3 separate regions of the Mus musculus genome follow, and regions 1 and 2 are each linked to region 3. A link is a contact called in public HiChIP or PLAC-seq and promoter capture Hi-C data. All regions are on one chromosome and are shown on one strand. Each heading gives the region's core, a stretch centred on a gene start, on an enhancer-like site or on the middle of the called end of the contact. The rest is flanking DNA. Distances are from core to core; before and after follow the strand shown. Region 1 holds the start of Slc22a5 (solute carrier family 22 (organic cation transporter), member 5). Region 2 holds the start of Fstl4 (follistatin-like 4). Region 3 holds the start of Hspa4 (heat shock protein 4).

Region 1 (4,882 bases), core at 870-3,369, 590 kb before region 3:
AAATAATAATGTTCCTGATACATTCAGGTTACACATATTGTTATGGTTAATTCCATACTTTTTAAAGGAAAGCTTTTCTTACACGGCTGGGATCCAATCCAGGGCCTGGTGTGTGTAAGGCAAGCACTCTCCCACTGAGCAACACCCCAGCTCTAAAGGCTTCTACTATGAGCACTGCCAGGGAGGAAGAACACAGGGCAGCCACTTATATCTCAACCTCACATGTCCCTGCATATGCCAATACATAACTATAATTCAGATTGTTAGTTCTTTATGCAAAACTTGAATCTGACCACGTAAAATTTTTATTTACTAGATCTGGACATTTTATTAATATGGCTGTGACAATTATTGTTGTCAACTTGACAGGGTCTAGAATCACCTAAGAGAGAAACCTCTAGGTGTCTGTGAGGAAGCTTCTAGATCTCGTTAGCTGGAGTGGGAAGAGTGACCCTCAGAGTGGCAGCATCTGTTCCATGGCCTTTGGTTCAGGACTAAGTAAGAGGAGAGAAAGCAAGCTGAGCGCCAGCATTTCTCTCTCCTGGCTTCCTGAATGAGGCGACTGTGACAAGCAGACTCCTGCCACCCAGCCTTCCGGGAGTGACTGACTCCACCCTCTGACTACTGAGCCGAACAAACCCTTTCCGCTTAAGTTGCTTTGTCTCTGTAACCAGAAAAGTTACTAACAGCTACTAAAGCAATTGTAGTTACAATGTTTGCCTGTTCCACCGCAATGCTGAGGAGCACGGTTGGTCAGTTGAGGTCAAAGCTACTGAGCAAGCCAGGGCAATATAGCAAAACTCATCTCAAAAAAATAAATATAGATAAAATTATAAGGGTAACTTCTTATTTTATTAGACAGTGTTGCTTCAGAATCATACAGTTGCTGGTCGGTTTTTTGTTTTTTGTTTTGTTTTTGGGTGTTGTTGGTTTTTAGAATATATTACTAGGACAAAATAATGGGTTTCATGGTAAAGTTTGTTGTTGTTGTTTATTTGAGAACCTGGAACTGGCTATAAAGACCAGACTTGATTAAGGTCCTTTGCCACAAACTCTGGTAAGTTTTTGTTTTGGTTTTTTAACAAGTTGGCTCCTGCATTAATTGTAAAAATTACAAATCTGAGAGATTAATCCTACACTAAGATCCTTAATCTTGAAGTCAAAATTTTACTATTTCTTAAATCAAAAGACAACAAAATAATTTAAGAACATAATAGTCTGGGAATTAAAATTCATTGCCACCTTTCTCATCACCAGTCTCAAAATCCACCCCTTTTTAATATATGTATATATTATATGTAAATATATATAACTATTATTTTATTTTATGTGTATGAGTGTTTTGCCTGCAAGTCTGTTTTGTCTAATGTGCCGAGTGCATGCCTACTGGGCCTGTGAGCTGCCCTATGCCTTTTAGGAAGCAAGCCAAGGTCCTCTGGAGGAGCAATCTGGACTCTTAAAGAGAGTCCTAGCTGAGCTATCTCCGCAGCCACAAAAGATGGCAGTCTTTCCAGGAAAAACTGCAACAAAGGCTGTCGTTGTCAATGAGACTCTCCGAGGTTCACAATATCTCTCAACCACAACAAAAATTTGAGAAGGTGGGCTGTTTACTGCTTAAATTCTAAGCCTCTTTCCATTGAACACCCAGAATGGTCTTCCCAGGATGGCCTTGGACACAAACTTTTCAAAGTCACCCTTTCCCTCAAGAGAAGGGCACCCTGGGAACCTGCTCCAGGAAGTGTCCTGAAAAGACCCAATTCCGCCCCCTAGAGCGGACCTGTTAGGGGCGTGGCTCACAGACGCCCCGCCTCAGTCTTCCAGTCTGGGCGGAACTAGAAGTGTTCACCCAACCCGGGCCCCGTAGAGACTATGGAGGCGTGGTCGAATGAAGCCACACCCCTCCCTCGCTGACAGTTCTGAAGCCCGGTTCAGCCCCGCCTTCTGTACCGCCCAGCTAGTTCTGAGTCCTAGCTCGGCTCCGCCTCAGGCGCACGCGCGGCCGATGGCCGGCGCCCACTGTGCGTCACTCAGGCCCCTGCCCCGCCCCCGCCGTGCCGCGCCGCGCCGCGCCTCAGAGCCGGGACGGCGGGGCGGGCCTTGCGGCCCAGGCCCATGCCCAGAGCCCGCCCCGCCCTCAGGCCCTATGTAAAGTTGGCGGTGGCCGAGTCGGAGGCGTCGGTGGGAACTCACGAGCCTTGCACGCAGAGGCTCTCAGCGCCCCGTCTCCCGCGCCACGGTGTCCCCTTATTCCCATACGGGCGCTGTGGGAGGCTGAGGACGGCATGCGGGACTACGACGAGGTGACCGCCTTCCTAGGCGAGTGGGGGCCCTTCCAGCGCCTCATCTTCTTCCTGCTCAGCGCCAGCATCATCCCCAATGGCTTCAATGGTATGTCCATCGTGTTCCTGGCGGGGACCCCGGAGCACCGTTGCCTTGTGCCTCACACCGTGAACCTGAGCAGCGCGTGGCGCAACCACAGTATCCCGTTGGAGACGAAGGACGGACGACAGGTGCCTCAGAAATGCCGCCGCTACCGACTGGCCACCATCGCCAACTTCTCTGAGCTAGGGCTGGAGCCGGGGCGGGACGTGGACCTGGAGCAGCTGGAGCAGGAGAGCTGCCTGGATGGCTGGGAGTACGACAAGGACGTCTTCCTGTCCACCATCGTGACAGAGGTAGGTGACAGCCCCCCTATCAGGGTCTGGTGACATCGCGGCGACGGTTGTAGCCCTTCGTCCAACGCACAGGCTGATGAGCATCCTCCAGTCAGGTGGCCCAGGAACATTTTATGAGATGACTTCTAGCCATAGTACGCCCCTCAGGGGACAAGTGTCTGGCAGACCATCCGTCCATAGGGTCCCATTGAAGATAGAGTCCAGAAGGTTCTGCCCCTTAGGAGATGCCCTGAGACCCTGAGGGGTGGGACTTTCTCGAGGTAGTGATGTGATTCAGAGGGGCCGGATTCAGACTTGCTCCAGAGAAGAGGCCACAGTTTTAGCCTCTGTTCAGAAAGGAAAGACTCTTTGCAGAACTTTTTAAAGTTAAAGAAACGTGTGTTCCAAACTCTCTACCTTTTCTGGAGTTATTCTTTCTTCCCTCACCTGTCCTCATCCCAAAATGAAGGCTTGCCATGCCCCAGGAGAAACTGTTTTCCATTTGCCCGCGATGGATTGTTACTTCTTAAGGACCCATGTGTCTGCAGATCTATCCAGGGTGACTTGTTGGTATGGAGTCTTTTCCACAGTATTCTGGGACAAGATCACTGGAGAGGTTCGGTAAGGCATGTAAGGTTACTCTGAAAAGCGATGGAAACCTAATTCCTCATCCCCTTGCACTTTATTCTTGGGTGACTTTGACATTTCTCAGTCACTCTGCTGGGGGTGTGGCAGGCCATTTAATGGTGCATGTGGATGTGTTTGGGGACTTGGGCACCAACTGTAGTTTCCTGGAGGCTCAGCAGTATTGAATATGCAGAATATGAGAAGAATCTTCTGTGATACTATTGAGCAACTGGTTCATTGAGTATCAGGGATTGGGATTGGCCAGTTGGAGATAGTTTCTTGGTGAGTTTAGTTAGCCCTTAGGTCTAGATCCAACATCAAGAAATGGTTTCAGGAGCAGTAGGGAGAAGCTAGGAGTACCTGTTTGGCATTTAAGACTCTTGGAGGTATAGACTGAGCTTCCCTCCTTACAGGGGCTCTCAGGTATATATCATTCTTCAAGAGTAGAGTCAGAGAGTATCCCCACAAGAGTCACTGTCTGTTTCCTTTGGGAGTTTGTGGTTAGATGTGTTCAAACCTGTGCTTACCTACTACATAAGTAGTAAGAATGAAATCTGAGCTCCATTGGGGATTTTTAACTTAAGTGACATCGTGCCAGGATCAGGTATCACTACCTAACAAAAAAGGGCCTGGTCAGTGATGGAGCACACTCCTTTAGTCTGAGCACTCAGGAGGCAGAGGCAGGAAGAACTCTAGGAGTTGGAGGCCAGCCTGGTCTACAGAGTTGAGTTCTAGGACAGCCTGGGCTACATAGGGAAGTTCTCTATTTTGAAAAACAAAACAACAACAAAAAATGTATTTACTGAGATAGTAAAGTGCTTTTGACCCCTGAGTCCACAGAGAAGGGATTGTCAATTGTTCTACATCTTAAGCTCCAAACTCATAAGTGCTTGGAAGCAAGTGATGGCAGAGGCTGTTGGGGTTGACACATCAATTCCTGAAATCTGCTTTGGCTGCCCAAAAAAGGGGCAGTTGAAATCTGAAGCAGCTTCCTGTCGTGTCTTTAATTTTTACCCTGACCTTGAGAGTGCTGGGCTTTCTCTAGTCATTTGCCCCTACTTCACTGTCGTCTTGCTCGCTGCTGAGGGTGAAAGCAGTACTATTCAGCTCCCCAGAGGCTGGCTGATCAGCAAAAGTCCAGATTCTTTTTGACCTACTGCATAACTAATGTCAGTGTTTATTTATTTTTTTTCAATGGATCTGGATGCTATTGAGCTATCTTAGCAGTTTCGTAAGAGTTATATGCCCTTTCACCTACTTACAGGTCAGCAGTTTTTGCAGGAGGCAAGTTTAATACTTTACTTGGCTCTTTTCTTTGGAAATACTGGAATGCCTGTCTTGAAGTTCAAGGCTTTTCCACTCAGATGAACAGACATTGTTGAAAGCTGCTGCATTAACACTCTGATGACTTTTTCCAAGATCTGTTTTCTTTCAACCCAGACCTGGTCTGCTGACAACTGCAGCTAGTCAGCTCCCTGCCTTCTAAATAAATGTCTCTAAACTTGCCCTCTGCCCCAAATCAAGGATAGAGGTCTTTTAAGTACACTGTTAATTGATTCCTCTTGTCTTTCTTTCTTTTCTTCTTTTGATAGAAGGCTGAC
Region 2 (4,853 bases), core at 1,147-3,646, 540 kb after region 3:
CCGGAACAGGCTATTAAGTCAAATAGAAGACCATCACATGAGGACACAGTAAATAAACCGGTCCTCCAATTCCTTAACAGAAGGAAAAGCACAGTGAGTGACCCAGTCTCTCCCTCCTTCTCTCACCTACTGGGCACAACCAGGGGAATCAAAGTCCTGACATTGCCCAGTTCAGCGAGCTGGTCTCACTCTGGGAAAGGGGGTTGGGATGGGGAGAACCTTTCTGCAATTAACAAAACTTGGTGACATCAAATTCTAAGAGGAAAAGTAAAAGCCCCCGGGACAACATAATTAGGACTGCTAACACATGGACCCTTTCCCTGGATGACCTTTGGTTCAGGCTGAAGTCTTCCTGGGAAGAGTGAGGTATTGGGCCCCATGATAGGAGGAAGAAAGCCAGCATTCAGCTGACAGTGGCAGAATAACCTGGGCCTGAGGTCCCTTCTCACACAACTGAAACAGGAAGTCACTGGGTTCTGCCAGAGAAGTGCTGGGGCTATGATACCACACAAGTCCTAGTCACTCCCCGACTCGTTTGCTTTCCACACCAATGTCCACACCAGAGCCTATCCTCAGAGTCAGAGGGACCGGAACAGATACTGGCCAGTATCAGGGACGAGAACAGACTGTTAAAATTCTCCCTTGCATCACCAGTGGCTGCTGGGCAGGAATATAACTTGAGGGCTTTCTGGAAAAGTCCTGACGTCTTCTTCATTCCCCCCCCACTTTTTTCCTCCTTAGAAAATGCCAAGGGGTGTTGTTCTCTGTACGGATTTTTTGGCTAGCAAGTACCCCATTTCTGTGTAAGGCATATAAAGGGGTGGGTGGATTTGGGTACCTCGTGGCAGGGGAGGGTACCTAGTACAATTCTTGGAGCACAGGCTTGCAACAGATTTACTAGGACAACAGACCAAAGCTACTGGCGCTGTCTTTCACTCATGGAAAGCTCGATAGAAGCGACACCTAGAGGGGACGGAGGGGAGACTACCGAAGCGCTATTCATCAGTGTCAAGAGACGGTTATCTGGAGGGAAGTCCTCTAGGCAGGGCAAGGTGGACCAGCTCTGGGAGAAAATGCAGACCTGGTGGGGGCGAGGGGAAACTCCCAGAGAACTCTGAGCTGACCAAAGGACAGCATAGACGCTCGCCAAATTCTGGGCACCACGAGCCCTACCGACCGCTGCCAGTCAGTTTCTTCCCTTGCAAGTTTCAGGACAGGAAGTCCTCAGGTGGCAGACATAGGGGAAGCCAAGTGGGACACGGCTTTGTCAGCTGCAGAGAGTGCTCAAAGCCTCGTGCTGCAGTGCTACCCAAACTCCAGGCGACATGCGCCCCAAGAGCAGCGCTCTGCCTGCGTTTCCCAGGTCTCCTCTGAAACTTAGAAATGGTCTCTCTTCCTTCGGTGGAGCAAAGAGGGGCCGAAGTCAGTCAGCACAGTTGCTCTTAGCACCTACCCACCCACCCCCAACCTAAATATCCTCAGGACAAACTGCTCCCTAGAGACTTCCCAGTGGGTTACAGCAGCTGCTTACTGGCAACAACTGTGGCCTCGCAAGATGAAAGCCACAAGGTCCCCAGGGCAGGGTTCTGCTAGGATGCCCTCTTCTTGAGCTCCTTACACTGAGGGCCATGGGATAACGAGGGCCAAGAGAGGCGCAGATTATCTTTGGGCTGCGACAAGGGGACGCAAGTTTCCCCGCAAAGCGGAGGGGAAGAAGGTGCAAAGGATGCCCGCCCCGCACTCTAGATCCCAGCCAAGGGCACAGGTCTGAGCCAGGGTCTGTCGCTAGGGTTTGGCTGAGGCCATCCGGGGGTTCAGAGCCCAAGAGCGGCGCCTGCAGGGTCTCGGTGCGGATCGCGAGCTTCGGGCTCAGCCAGAGCAGTTCTGCGTGGCGCCCCGCGCGCCTATAAGGATCACTCCGTTCCCCACCGCTGATCCCCGGGTGTCAAACCCCATGTACCCCAGCTTTAAGCCCCCAGTCCTAGCGCATCCAGGGTGGCCCTGCCGAGTCCCGGCCCTGTGGTCCCGTGCCCGTAGCCAGGCGCGCAAACTTGGCTCTCCAGGCGTGGGCAGTGAGAACCTGCGAACGCCCGCACCGGGCCCTGCAGCGAGCTGCGGAGCTGCGGGCGTCGGGACCCGGGCGGAGAGCAGCGGGACGAGCTGGCGGCGGTGGCACGACTCGGACACCCGCATCTTCTCCGGAGCTGCGACCCGCTTACCTACGGCGGCCGGGGCCGAGGGAATGACCAGGTGGCCGGACTCGGGTGGAAGGGAGGGAGCGCCCCGTGGCGGCGACAGAGGCGGCGACCCGGACCCCGCGTCCTCGGCTGGGTCGTCTCCGGCTGTCGGCTGGTCCCCTGGCGTGCTAGAGATAGTCCAAGCTCCAGCTCTCCGAGCCTCCGCCGCCCGCCGCTGTGCCACCGCTGCCGCGGCTGCCCTATTTCTGCCGCCGGGACCGGAGCCCGTGACGTCACCCTCCGGGCCCCGCCTGCCCAATCGCCGCCACCTGTGCTCGCCTCCCGCCTGCTTGCGGGTCAGACCCCGCGGCAGGTGTAGAGCAGCCCGGCGCGCAAGCAGAGCGCGAGGATTCCCTGTTCCCTGCACCACCTGGGCCAGACAGCTCTCTTTCCCCTGGCTCCCAGGAAGCTCAGCAGGTGACAACCCCCTGCCTCTGTTTTCCCACTTACCCCTCCTCTCCTCTAAGCTCTTTTCCGGGCCAGCCTCCCCCAAGGTTGTGCTTTGCTCAAAGCGCAGGATTGCTCTCAATCAGCGGCCATTTCTCGTGAAACCTTACGGGGTCGGTACATTGCACCAAGAGAGATGTCCCTGAAGCAATATTCAGGGAACACTCCTCCCTGCATTGAGAACCAACTACCTGTGAAAGAGCAAAGTTTTCTTTACTCCCAACTAGAGACGCTTACAAGATTCCCAGGTGACATTTGCCAAGCCTGACCAGGCTGAGCCGGGAACGTGTCTTGTTCCTAAAACAAGACACTTTCCTCTCCTGGGCCTAAGACCTCAGCTTCCTGGCTTTTCCATCTCTTTTCTCTTCTCTTCTCTTCTCTTCTCTTCTCTTCTCTTCTCTTCTCTTCTCTTCTCTTCTCTTCTCTTCTCTTCTCTCTTTCCTCCACAGCTCTTCATATGTGCTCAGCTAAATTGCAAACACCTCTGTCACTTTCGACCTAACCTCACAGTTGCCCAGGTCCTGCCTCCTACTGTGCTGGTGTGGATGTCCAATGGCTTTCTGTCCTGCCCATGCCTTTGGGATCTCTCCTGATTTGCAGGAGGGCTCAACGGGGCTTCCCTGCAGATAAGATTAGTTAAATAGAAAAGAAATTGTGGAAATATGAAAGGCTGGTTGAGTCTGTCCTTCCATTGGGCCCCTGGAGTACAAGCCTCTGGGCTGGTTCCGGAAGATACTGCAGTGAGTGGGGCGACAGAGCCTTTCTTGCTCAGGTTGTTGGTGTAGGATCTAGCCCTCCTTCCACCACTGTCCAGAGAGTGGTGCAACTCAGACCCGGTTGTAATTGCTTCTCAGCTGCAAAAAATCAAAGTGACTTCCAAGTCGTAGTCAGCTGTGACTTGGCCAGTGAGCGCCAAAATTTGCACTCAGATATAAAAAGGCAGCGGTATTCTCTGTGCCCTGGGGCTGTGGCCAGAATGATGCTCTCTGCTATTTGACCATGATTTTCTGCCAATGCCATCCATGAATGAATCCCCAAGGCTGGCTGGAGGCTGGATTCTCTGAATATACCTGGAATTCAGGAGGTGAGGCACAATTTCCATCTTGAGAAAGAGAAAATGAGTGCCCCTAACAGGTGCCAGGGGGCACAGAAGTGATGTCCCGCTCCCCCAACCCCTTCTGAACTTGCATCCCCAGTCTGCAGATGGGACTAAACCACACAGCTCTCCAAGATGAGGTGGAAAAAGAGGCATATCCCTCTTTTCTAAGCATCAAGTCGCTGAGGCAGCCCAGTAGCCAGAGTGCAGGATTCCAGGCAGGAGAGTGGTGTTTCATTTTTTGAGGTTGTTGTTTTTTAATAACTAGAGGTCACGTATAAGTCAAGGCCTGCAGACTGACCAAGACCAGAAATAGCCACGTTTAATGTTCTAAACAACGTTGGGCTTCTTCATGCTTCCCAAGGAAGGAGAAGGAGAACGAAACTGCTATGAAACAGATGTTCAGATTACTCCCCAAGAGCTGATGCTGACCTCCACGGCGAGCCGTTGTGACCACTGAGCGGAAAACCAGAGTGGGATAACGAGTCACCTTGGAATAAGAGAAAGTGACGTGGGAAGGTTGGAGTCGAACACACCTCCGAGAGGCAGCATTGGGTGCCGCACGCATGCTGATGCCTCTTCCAGTTGCTTTGTGCTTTCACCGTGTATTTCTTTGTTTTACTAGCACATTCTGGGCTGGGAATGAAGCTGGTTTTCCCACAGAGACTTTTGGAATTTGCTTGCATCTTTCCTTGCATCTTCGTTTCAGGACTTGCAAGCTTCTCGTTAGCTAACTAGGATTCTTGGGGGAAGTTTTGTTGCTTTGTTTATTTATATTTTTTAAAGATTTATTTATTTATTATATGTAAGTACACTGTAGCTGTCTTCAGACACACCAGAAGAGGGCGTCAGATCTTGTTACAGATGGTTGTGAGCCACCATGTGGTTGCTGGGATTTGAACTCCGGACCTTCGGAAGAGCAGTCGGGTGCTCTTACTCACTGAGCCATCTCACCAGCCCTGTTTATTTATTTTTTTAAGGTAAAATTTTGAATTTGTACAATTCAGAACGTTTGGGGTGGAAGGGCTCCGAACATAAATTGCGTTAGTGCACTAGCTCAGCTGTACAGATTC
Region 3 (4,592 bases), core at 458-2,957:
CTCACAGGATCATTACCACGTCTAAATCAGAACAGCTGAAGGATAGATGTTTCCTCCTTGGATGTGGAGACTGTGTCAGGGCTCTGGGCTTGGGATTTTATAGGGCAGCAGAGGAAACTTTTGGGTGGGAAGATATTTCTGCCGACCTACTTTGTGCTTTCCCATGCACATACATTTTGGTGGAGTCCTTACTATGTTGGCATCTATGCCAGGAGTCTGACATGTTGATCCCTGGTCTGGAGCTTTTCTACTCCTAAGTACCCGAAGGGAGTTTCTCAGGTGCTGGGGGCTTTAGGCTATTAACCCTCACTTATTACCTTTGACTAGAAACTCTTTGCTCTCTCCTGATGGTGATAATCCAGAGTGTGTGTGCGCGCGTGCATCCACGTGTAGAAGTGCTGTGAGGGCGGCCATGTTCTGTGAGGGCGGCCATGTGCTGCACAGAGGCTTGAGGGAGAACAGATATCCCCTGTTGCTCTCTGATGTAGTTTTTGGAGGCAGGGTCTCTCTCTGAAACTGGAGCTCTAGTTTTTGGACTAGGCTGCTAGTCAGGGAGCCCCTCCAGTTAACCTCTTGTCTTTGTCCTGCTAGGTTCTCGATGACAGATCGAGATTGGGATTCAAACCCCAGTCTGTATGGTTTCACAGCACGTATTAACTGTGGAGCCATCTCTCCCGCACGGTTTACTGTGTTGGACACCGTTAGGCACCTATGAACAAGAGGTGACAAATAAGTGAAATTTAAAAATCCTTTCAGTTTTGTGGTGTTGGGGATCCAGTCCAAGGCCCTGAGCCTGCAAGTGTTCTAGCACTGTACTCTATATCCTCAGCCACAAAACAGCCAGAAACCGGGAAACTTAGGATCTTCCTCCTGCACTCTGGGTTGGTAATAATCAGAAACGCGTTGAAGCTGGTTCCCCTCCAGCTTTCCGCAACTGGCTAACGTAGTGGTCACTATAGTTTCAGATTCTTTAGTTTAACGCAGGGTGGGGGCATGGCTGTAAGTGGGTCCCAGCACTAAGGAGAAAAGAGCTTCCGAATTTCAAGGTCATCCTTGAGGACTGTCCTGCAGGACATTCTGTCCCCTCCCCACCTACTCTATATAATAATGTGTTAGCATTCACATAAACGTGACACTGGTCTTAGACCTCCCACTCCACGGAGCATGTGATTTGGACCCTTGTGTCCAGCTCAGGGAAAACACCTAGGACTGAAAGGTCCCTCGTCTGATCACGGGAAGTGAGTGGTTAAAAGTAGGTGGAAGCGTGGCTTCGGATTCTTTTAGTTAGCGCTTGGTTTTAATACTGAGTTTTACGTAGAGCCGAGCTGAAACCCTTAGCGCCCTTAGCAGGATTAACTCGAGTTCACTGTGGGGCCTTAAAAAAAAAAAAAAAAACCCTGCAGAGAGCCTGCAAAGTCACTGCCGGAAGTCCCTCCGCGGTGACGAGCACGGCGGAAGTGGGTTCAATGCAGCTCCCCGAAGAACTGTCTCACTCCCGCTCGCCTGACTTCTGGATGGGAGGCGCCCTGCAGCTCAGGGAGGATTGTGGGGGGCTTCTCCGCGCAGGCTCAGTGGCCCACTTCGCGTCGGACCGCTTCCGTCCCCCCACTTCCTTTCACGGTTCCTGTGCCAGGACGTGACGCCAGACTTCGTCAGACGGGAGGAGCCTTGGGAGGAAAAGCGTCTGAGCCGGGGTCTCGCGAGAACGTTTCGTTTCAGCGCAGTTCTCGCGCTGCAACCTTGCTCCTGTTGCAACGAGAGCCTTCGAGATCTTCTCCGCCTCCGCGACCGGCGCCTCCTCTGCGGCCGTGGAGCCGGAGCCGCGGCCCGAGCGGTAGAGGCCCCCGTCTTTCTCCAAGCCCCAAGCCTCCTAGCGGACGGTCGTCCGGCTTCGCCCGCCCAGCCGCGGCGCTCCACCGGCCCACGCGGCTCGCCCTCTTCCACGCGCCAACCCCGCCGGGTTCCGTGTGCAGTGTCGGCGGCCGGCCCTGGGCCCGAGCCGGAGCAGTAGCCGGCGCCATGTCGGTGGTGGGCATAGACCTGGGCTTTCAGAGCTGCTATGTCGCTGTGGCCCGCGCCGGCGGCATCGAGACGATCGCTAACGAGTATAGCGACCGCTGCACGCCGTAAGTGGGGCTTGGCTGGCGGGGTCGCCTCGCTTTCCGGGCGAGGGTCCGCAGGAGACCCCCGCCGAGTGCCGGGTCGCCCGCGGCTGCCACCTGCTTCGGATCCTGGGCCTGCGCCAGGCACGAGGCCCTTTCGCGCGGGCCAAACGAAGGCTTTGAGCCGGTACTCTGATCGGCGGAGGGCAGGAGCAGGAACTGAAAGAGAAGGCGGGCCTGAGACCGTGGGATGGACCGACCGCTCTCACCTCCTTTTTTGGGGGGGGGGAGGGTTTGGGTGGTTCGGTCTGAAACGAGGTCCAGGGCTTGCTGAGCTCGTCGAATCCAATAGAGGTTCAAACTCGGCCCACGGCGAGCATTTAATAAAAGTTAACTTGCAAGATTGTGGCCTCGGGACTGGGAAGCGCTCTGAGTCCCACGTGAGTGGGGGCGGGGTGGCGCCCGGAAGATGTGGAGTCTGAGTACCCACGGCAGGCCCTGAATAAAGTCCATGCTTTTCTTGATAGCGTTTTAACTCCCTTCATTCGTTTTTGGATATTGAGTTAGGTTGGGTCATTCCTTACCCAGGCTGCTCACCTATTCCTTAACAGCGTTAGTTTTTCATGCTAATGAATTCCAGCCGGAAGGTTGCCACAATTGTTAATGCATGACTCAAGGGCTCTGTTTGACTTCTAGAACTTACATGAAGTTATGGGACCAGTATAGACAAATCTGCAAAAAAAAAAAAAAAAAAAAAAAAGACTCACTCAGAGCTTGCTGGAGTAAAAGGGAGTCTACTTTTTAGATATATGTAGGATTTTTTCCCCCACATTTAGCCCAGGATGACCTAAAATTTTCATTCTGCTTCTGTCTGCTAGAATCTGGTATTACAGGTGCGTTAAAATTTTATTTATCTGGCGCTGGTGGCACAGGCCTTTAATCCCAGCTCTCGCAGGGAGGCAGAGGCAGGCTGCAGTGAGTTCGAGGCCAGCCTGGTTCATAGAGACCATTTCAGGATAGGCAGGGCTACGCAGAAAAGAAAGCTTTGTCTTAAAAAAGATGTTAATCTACTGAATTCCTTTAGGTAAACTTTGGAAGAAGCTCTGTTGTTTTTGGGTTCACAGTCCCAGATCATTGTTTTTATCTTGTTTTTAACCAACCTTCTGAGGCCAGTTTCCTGTCTCCCAGACTGTTTTGAAATAACTTTGTGTCTGGGAATGACTCTTAATCCTCCTCCCTTCATCTCCCAAGTGTACAGGTGTGCAGGCACAACACCCAGTTTGCTGTACAGTGGGGGCTTGAAGCCAGGGCTTCATGCATACAAAACAAGCACTCTACCAAGTAAGCTATTGCCTGGCACCCAATTCTCGAGTTTGGTGCCACAGAGCTCTGGTACCATTATCAGAGTCAGTTTTCAACGTCCCTTCCCACCCCAGTACCAAGCTCTCTTCCCATTTGTCCTTTTTAAGCTAGGTATTATGAGTAGTCTTTGTTTGTTTGTTTCTTTTTTTTGAGACAGGGTTTCTCTGTGTAGCCCTGGCTGTCCTGGAACTAACTCTGTAGACCAGGCTGGCCTCGAACTCAGAAATTCGCCTGCCTCTGCCTCCCGAGTGCTGGGACTAAAGGCGTGGGCCACCACACCTGGCAGTATGAGTAGTATTTGTACAGAGGTATCTTGTACTGGCATTTGAAAAGTTAAACATTTTTGCTTCTAGTCATTTTAGCACTAATTTCGTATTTGGTAATGATGCTGCTGGTTCCTCACTTTTGGGAAGATCATCTTTCCAAGAAATTTCAACAGTCTGAGCTGAAGATTTGGCTCTTTGGGCAGAGCCTTGACCTGCAGAAGCCTGAGGCTTGGGAAACACTGCTCCTACCTAGCCTTCCTTTAGATTGCCTGAACCTGCTCCTCTCTTAGATGGCAGCTGTGGCAGTTTGCCATGAGTTTCATTATTTGAAACTTTAGGAGTTGTTTTCTGCTGGCAGTTAAATTTGCATAAGGACTGAATAGGTCATTAATCCTGTGATTGTGCACACTGCATGCATACTTCCTTTGCCTTAGTTTTCCTATGTATTTTATTTTTTTTTAAAGACAGGCTACATAGCTGTGGCTGCTCTAGAACTCAGTGCAAGACACTGCTGGGAGTAAAGGTGTGCACCACCACACCCGACTGTATTTTTTTTTTTATATGACAAGGCCTGACTCTTAGGCTAGCTTTTGAGGGAACTACAGAACTGCAGCCTCCTGAGTGCTGGCATCACAGGTGTGCTACTGTGTCTGGCTTCATTTAAATACTCTGAACTATGCATTTGATTAACAGATTTCTATGTTGGAGGTGTGGCCTTAAATATCAGAGCAGAAAGTTCAGAGTCTTTTCAGGTTGTGGAAGAATAGATTTAAAAGTATGCAGAGCCTGTGTTGTAGGTTTCTTCCAAGGTGAAAGTGTAAAGGTGTGGGTCTCTGGTTTGACTGTGACAGGGAGATGCACC

Evidence for each region. HiChIP or PLAC-seq counts read pairs in DNA pulled down with a chosen protein or histone mark. Capture Hi-C pulls out chosen DNA fragments and counts their contacts.
Region 1: a contact with region 3 is called in a promoter capture Hi-C map of liver, with 2.0 times the contacts expected there. The contact joins the promoter of Slc22a5 here to the promoter of Hspa4 in region 3. A contact is called at or near these places in 1 of 39 promoter capture datasets (pre-B cells), 4 of 115 datasets of contacts at active chromatin or transcription factors (double positive thymocytes, large pre-B cells, memory CD8 T cells and 1 more) and 1 of 9 other capture datasets (liver).
Region 2: an H3K4me3 HiChIP or PLAC-seq map of craniofacial prominence shows a contact between it and region 3, with 5 times the contacts expected there. The contact joins the promoter of Fstl4 here to the promoter of Hspa4 in region 3. A contact is called at or near these places in 2 of 39 promoter capture datasets (hippocampal neurons and neural stem cells) and 6 of 115 datasets of contacts at active chromatin or transcription factors (VIP interneurons, cardiomyocytes, craniofacial prominence and 3 more).

The regions. Positions count from the first base shown.
Region 1 is chr11:53,888,940-53,893,821 of GRCm38.p6, reverse strand. Slc22a5 (solute carrier family 22 (organic cation transporter), member 5) reads left to right here and starts at 2,119. Exons shown (of 10, transcript NM_011396.3): 1 at 2,119-2,675. The coding sequence starts at 2,283.
Region 2 is chr11:52,762,249-52,767,101 of GRCm38.p6, reverse strand. It overlaps Fstl4 (follistatin-like 4), which reads right to left and starts at 2,396. Exons shown (of 16, transcript NM_177059.3): 1 at 2,220-2,396.
Region 3 is chr11:53,297,594-53,302,185 of GRCm38.p6, reverse strand. Hspa4 (heat shock protein 4) reads left to right here and starts at 1,707. Exons shown (of 19, transcript NM_008300.3): 1 at 1,707-2,126. The coding sequence starts at 2,020.